Linked DNA regions of Callithrix jacchus: region 1 is linked to region 2. The links are chromatin contacts, called in public Hi-C maps. All regions are on one chromosome and are shown on one strand. Each heading gives the region's core, a stretch centred on a gene start, on an enhancer-like site or on the middle of the called end of the contact. The rest is flanking DNA. Distances are from core to core; before and after follow the strand shown.

Region 1 (3,124 bases), core at 513-3,012, 81 kb before region 2:
GTGTAGAGAGATTATATTGGGCAGGTTGGTTAATCAGATTTTAGTGGTGTTGGAGTTTGCCTATCAAGTCAAAGAGTTTGAATTTGATACCATAAAGAATAGGAAGCACGGTTGGCTCTCCATACCAGCAGGTTCTGTGGATATGGAGGGCTGACTGTACTATGCCATTTTTTGTTTTGTTTGTTTTTTGTTTTTGAGATAAAGCCTCACTCTGTCGCCCAGGCTGGAGTACAGTGGTGCGATCTCGGCTCACTTCAACCTCCACCTCCTGGGTTCAAGCAATTCTTATGCCTCAGCCTCCTGAGTAGCTGGGACTACAAGCACATGTCACCACACCTGGCTAATTTTTGTATTTTTAGTGGAGATGACGTTTCACCAGGTTGGTGAGGCTGGTTTTGAACTCCTGACCTCAAGTGATCCGCCCACCTCGGTTTCCCGAAGTGCTGGGATTATAGGCATGAGCCACTGCACCCACCCCTACACCATTTTTTTAAATAAGGGATTTGAGCATCATGGCTTTTGGTATCTGAGGGGATGTCCTAGAACCAATCCCTTGAAGATGCTGAGGGAAAACTGTAGTAGGCTTTTGAAAAGGGGTCAGGCAACTGTTTTAAATAGAAACTTGTATTTCCATTTTACATCTGCTTTTCTTTTTTTTTTTTTGAGATGGAGTTCTGCTCTTGTTACCCAGGCTGGAGTGCAATGGTGCGATCTCGGCTCACCGCAACCTCCGCCTCCTGGGTTCAAGCAATTCTCCTGCTTCAGCCTCCTGAGTAGCTGGGACTACAGGCGCGCATCACCATGCCCAGCTAATTTTTGTATTTTTAGTAGAGATGGTGTTTCACATTGTTGACCAGGATGGTCTCGATCTCTTGACCTCTTGATCCACCCACCTCAGCCTCCCATAGTGCTGGGATTATAGGCGTGAGCCACTGCACCTGGCCACATCTGCTTTTCAAATAATGTCTTTTCAAATAATTCTCCAAGGTCACACAACTGGTGGGTGGGGGCTGGTTCTGCCAGACTCCAGAGTCCATGCACACACTTGCTCCTTCACTGGCTTGCATTATCTTCAAACACAGGTTGGCTTGTATGTTACCAAGGCTCCACTCAGCCCTGACCTCATATGACTCTGAGTCTATACATAGCTGCATTTGCGTGTCAGCCTCACTCCCTGGGCTGAACTGTTTATAGGGTGAAAGGGGACTTTGGGTAAGTCACTTCCCTGTCTTTCTGAGGCTCTAAGAAAGCAGGGGCAGGAACTCAGCTAGGCCTCCGTGGTCTGCACTGCAACAGCCCAGATAAGTTCCAAGAGCTGCAGAGGCTGTCAGAGGAGCTTCAGAGCTACAGGTCCCTGGGCAAGTCTTTCCTCCAAAGTGAGAGCCTCAGGGCTGATGCAGATCCAGGCAAGGTGACAGCACAGCTGCAGCCACAGCACAAGTTGACTCCTGTTACTGCCCTAATCCTCCAGCATAAGCTGGAGAAGTTGGGGGATTGAAGTTTGAAGTTCCAGGATTTGAAGTTCTCCATGCATTCCTTTGTCATTCCTTCACAGAGTATTCAGCAAATAGCTAAGTACCTCATTGTTCCAGGTCTGGCTCTGGGCCCTGGGCTTACAGCAACAAACAGAACAACCCAAGTCTCTGCCCTGGTGGTGCTTACATTCCAGTGGGGGAGACAGACAATGTGTAGCACAAAGTCAAGGAGCAGTGAAGGAGAAGAGGAAAGCAGAGAAGGGGATAGAGTACTAGGGCTAGAGACTTAGAGGTCCAGGCAGGCCTCTCTAAGAAGGAGCATTTGAGTAGAATCCTAGCATGTGAGCTAGCCCGGGAGCTAGCAACGTGAATGTCTAGGTTGCAGGCAGAGGGAACGGCAAGCTCACAGACCTGAGATGGGATTGCCCAGGAAGCAGCAAGTAGGGCGACGACACATCAGGGAGAGAGGAGAGTGGGAAGAGCCGAGGCTGCCTGGGGGACCAGACCTTGCCACCCTGCCAGCTATTGAAGAAAGCTAGGGTTTCATTCTTTGCCCAGCTCTAAGGTATGTTTCAGACATTGTTCCTGGCTGGCTGGCTCTAAATATGCAGCCCTCCCAGAGAGCCTTTGATGGACCCAGTATCCTCCTACGTCATCCCTTTGCTGGCTGAACTAACTACTGTTTGTTCTGTTGTCTGCAATTGTGAAGCTGCCTAATACAGAGCTTTGAAGGAGGAGGAGAGCGCCACCTACATTTATAATTGAATATTGACCAGTTTTATAGGGAAACTAAATATGTTTTTAAGGTTGGAAAAGATTCACTTTGATATTATATTAAAATGTTTAAACTTTGGTAGAAAGGGTTCCACCTTGGCCATGGACAGGGGCTTTTGTCATCACTGTTTCCTCCCCTAGGAGCCAGGAGCCTGGTCTCCTCCTCACCTGCCAGCCAAGGGCCTAAGCTGATCACCCCTTGCTTGACCTTCCTGGTCTCACCTGTATAATTCAGTTAGTCATATTATTACTGCCTGAAGGGAAAGAGGAAGAAAGAAATGACTTACTGAGGTCCTTCCATGATGGAGGTCTCTGATGCTGCAAATAAGTTCCACAGAAGGTTCTTAGGGGGTTAGGACTGTTACCTGAGTTATGTCCGATGGGGGGTGATTTATCTTTATTTTATGCACCCCCCTGCTTTTTTTGCTTTCAAAACGCTTTTACTTCTGTCCCTGATCTCTGTAAAAGAGCTCTGTATGTTATAGTGGTTAAGAGCATGGAAAAGCAGATATGGTACTGAGTGCCAGGTCCACCTTTGCTAACTTTGCCACTTTGGGCATATCCCCTAACCAGCCTGTTCCACAGTTTCCTTATCTGAAAATGGGCTTGAAAATAGTAGCTACTGCAAAAGGTGCTGTGAGAATAAACATGATAATGTACCCACTGCAGTGCCTGGCTCAAGTACAGCCTCCCCGAAGGTCAGCTGTAATGATTATGATATGTAGTGATTCCCACCCAACAGGCAGGAAAGCCTAGCCCATGGAGGTTCAGTGACTTGCCTACGGTCACCTGATAAAGCCAGAGATAGAAGCCAGGGTTCACGGAGTCCCAGGCCAGTGGTCTCTCCCCAGGATTCCTGTTGTTTTTCAGGATGA
Region 2 (3,219 bases), core at 576-3,075:
AGTCCTCAAGAAAGCATCTGTTGACCAACTGACTGGCCACAGGGGATAGAGAGAGGGAGACCTAGTTGAGAGCAGAGTTAGATGATTGGAAAGAGGAGCGAAGAGTCAGCAGAGACCCACCTGCCTGGATGGTGTGGGAGAAAGCAGGACTCTGCCCTCCACCTTGACAGGTGACAAACCACAGTGGAGGTGTCACCATATCAGATAGCCAGCGTGAAGTGCTGCACGTGGAGTGTTTAAAGGTCTGGGTGCATAACTGGGGACAAAATGGACAAGGGTATGCTGGGGACTTTGAGCCAGGTGGCCTCTGGTGACTAGTCACCTCCAGGAAGCAAAAGCCATTCTTCCTTTCTTGAGAACCCTCATGAATATTGGGGAGGGCTTCCTACAGCCTCATGGGCTGGGGCATGACTGTGTTATGCTTTGCTTTTGGTGGAGGAAGTGACTCCAGAAGGCTAAAGACTTAGAGACAGCTGATGGTCATGGAATGTTTCTCAGCCTAGGGTCTACGCTGGCCCTGTGAGGGGACTTAGAAGTAAGCACCATGGTCTCCACTACGAACCTGCATGTGTGCTCTCCAAGGGCAGAGGATGCTCAGAGACGCCCCTGTACCCTCACTCTGGCACCCAGCACATTGCTCTCAGGCAGTAGGCGCTTCATAAGTGTGCTCCGATTACAGAGTGACAGACGTGTGTCATACCTTGAGTATGAGGCAAAGAGGCAGAGATACTGGGAGTATGGAGACTGAGCAAGTTATCTCAGTCATGTTCATAGATGGTTACTCTGAGGAGGAGACTGTTCAGCAAAGCCTCAAAAGTCAAAGGTTAACAGGCTACTAATAGGGAAGGGCATTCCAGAATGTAAAACTGGCCCAAGAAAAGACTTGGCGGCTCAAAAGTGCAGAACAGATCTCACTTTTGGTGTGGCCTGGAGTAGCTGCCCCAGAAGCTGAGGCTGGACCAGCCAGTAGGGGCCACGCTCTGAAGAGCCTGGGTGCTGTGCTCAGGCGTGGACTCTATCCCGGTAGACAGAGGCGCCTCAGGGCAGGACTGATGGTGCTTCCCTTTCTGGAGCCAAGGCCCAGACCAGGGTCTGTCATCAGATGTCTGCTGAATTAAATTCTAGGGCAGGTCTTGTGAGGGCCACTAAGGCCTGACCTATGCTTTAGAAAACTTTCTGTGGCTGCTACAGAAGATAACACCCGTGGCACACCAGGACAGGAGATAGTCTCCCAAAGGTACAACATATAAGGAGGTGAGATAGTCTCCCAAAGGTACAACATATAAGGAGGCACTTGCTCCCAAGGGCCAACTCTATACTTGCATGAGCCCGACGGTGAGTGCCTCCTTAAAGGTTTTGCCTTAAGCACCTGGCCTGCCTGCCTGCGTGCCCTACCCTATCCGGTCCTTTCTGCACACTGGAGGTTGGGAGGTAGACAAGAGGCAGCTCAAGTGATCTGGGCATTTTAAGGCTGTGGCCACAGGGGATAGAGAGAGGTGGGCCTAGTTGAAAGCAGAATCAGATGACGGAATTTGCCAGGACATGAGACTAGCTGGAGCAGGACTCTTCTCAGGCCCTTCCCAGGTGCCCCATTCTGGGAGAAGTATAGGAGACCCCTGACTCTACCTAGGAGTCTGCATGTCCACAGCCAGGGCCAAAACAAGACCTTGGGTCTTAGCTTTTGTCCTAGGTTATGAGTCTAGGGAGCTAAGGACACTGAGCTAAAGATAGTAGGGCAGCAGGTGAAAAGCCACAGGCTGCCCCAGGAAGGCCCAGGTCACTGGAGACCACACATAGAATCCAAAACCATGTCCTAAGACTGCTCAGCCTTGCCCTTTGGACACTGGATGCCTGGACACAGCAGGCAGGGAGGAGGTGATAAGGGTGCCTCCACTGCTGGATGGGGTGTGTCCATCAGTCCATTGTCCTCCTGCTCTTTGTCCAGCAAAACCAGGTTCCACCCCCTAGGTGTCCCCCAGGGGATTAGCAGATTGGTTCCCTAAGCTCAGACCTTTGGAAGCTCTGACCCTATGGCAACAGCACCCCCTGCTGGCTAATATGGGAAACCAACCCCTTTCCCTCCTCTTGCAGGTGGAAGCTTAGGGGTCTTGGAGAAAGAGCCAGGTGCAGGCACAATGCTGCGGGAAACGGTGGGTCAGGATTTCAGGATGGACTTTGGCTACAGCAGATAGGCAGGTGCCACCTGGTAAACAGAGCACCTGTTTCCTGATCAGTAGCCTTTGACCAGATGCCAGAGAGGCCAGGACCCAAGCAAAGGCAGAGATGGGGGTTTCTAAGATGACTGCTGAGCGAGGCTGGCTCTCATGGGAGTCCCTGCCTTCTCCCATGGCATCATGACCCAGGAAGGCCTGCATCCTCTGCTGAGCACTGTTCTCAGGTGGGCGCAGGAACTCCCTTAGATTCCCCCTGAACGAACCTCCTGGCCCCACAGAGGATTTGGCCTGAGTTTGAGGGCTCAGAGCTAAGCCTGAGAAAGGGTGGTGCCCCAGGCACCCTAAAAAAGAGGACGTGGCCCAAGAGTTACCCCCACAACTATCCAAGGCTAGGAATGGAGGCAGGGACACGTCAGCAGAACAAAATCCAAGAGCATTCCTGAGCACCGGCCTGGCTCTTCAGATGCAAACCTGGTTAGACGCACTCTTCTCCTGAGCTCCAGACTGGTGGCTCAGGCACAAGGATCACCTCTGAGTGCTGGAGAAGGTGCCCGTGGATAGTGGACAGAGGAGCAAGAGTACCCAGTCACCTGGACCCTTCATCTGTGAGCCAGGAAGTCCAAGCAGACACAGCCACAAGCAGGACCATGCCCTGGGCAGCCACTTTCCAGAAAAGTTTCTGCTGCAAAACAGAGAGGGCGGCCTTCCCTGCCAAGCCTTGCCCTGCATGACCCTGGCTCCTGGAGTCCCCACCTCTGAAAAGAAGCCAGTGCTGGGCCAGGCACAGTGGCTCATGCCTGTAATCCCAGCACTTTGGGAGGCCAGGGCAGGTGGATCAAACAAGGTCAGGAGTTGAAAACCATCCTGGTCAACATGCTGAAACCCCATCGCTACTAAAAATACAAAAATTAGCTGGGCGTAGTGGTAGGCACCTATAATCCCAGCTACTGGGGAGGCTGAGGCAGGAGAATTGCTTGAACCTAGGAGGCAGAGGTTGCAGTGAGCTGAGATCACACCATTTTACTCCAGCCTGGGCGACAGAGCA

What was found. A called contact is a pair of places that touch in the nucleus more often than the background predicts.
Region 1: a Hi-C map of skeletal muscle shows a contact between it and region 2, with 2.9 times the contacts expected there. The contact joins two enhancer-like sites. A contact is called at or near these places in 2 of 3 Hi-C or Micro-C datasets (induced pluripotent stem cells and skeletal muscle).

The regions. Positions count from the first base shown.
Region 1 is chr2:76,033,274-76,036,397 of calJac240_pri, reverse strand. No RefSeq gene overlaps it. Among named protein-coding and RNA genes, the nearest start is that of SLC22A5, 56 kb to the left of the region's middle. Within about 2 kb of position 1,762, at least 9 of the 16 cell types and tissues checked have an H3K27ac peak or open chromatin away from gene starts, as enhancers often do. A contact at or near this core is called in skeletal muscle, where this site is marked.
Region 2 is chr2:75,951,832-75,955,050 of calJac240_pri, reverse strand. No RefSeq gene overlaps it. Among named protein-coding and RNA genes, the nearest start is that of IRF1, 9.3 kb to the left of the region's middle. Within about 2 kb of position 1,825, at least 6 of the 16 cell types and tissues checked have an H3K27ac peak or open chromatin away from gene starts, as enhancers often do. A contact at or near this core is called in skeletal muscle, where this site is marked.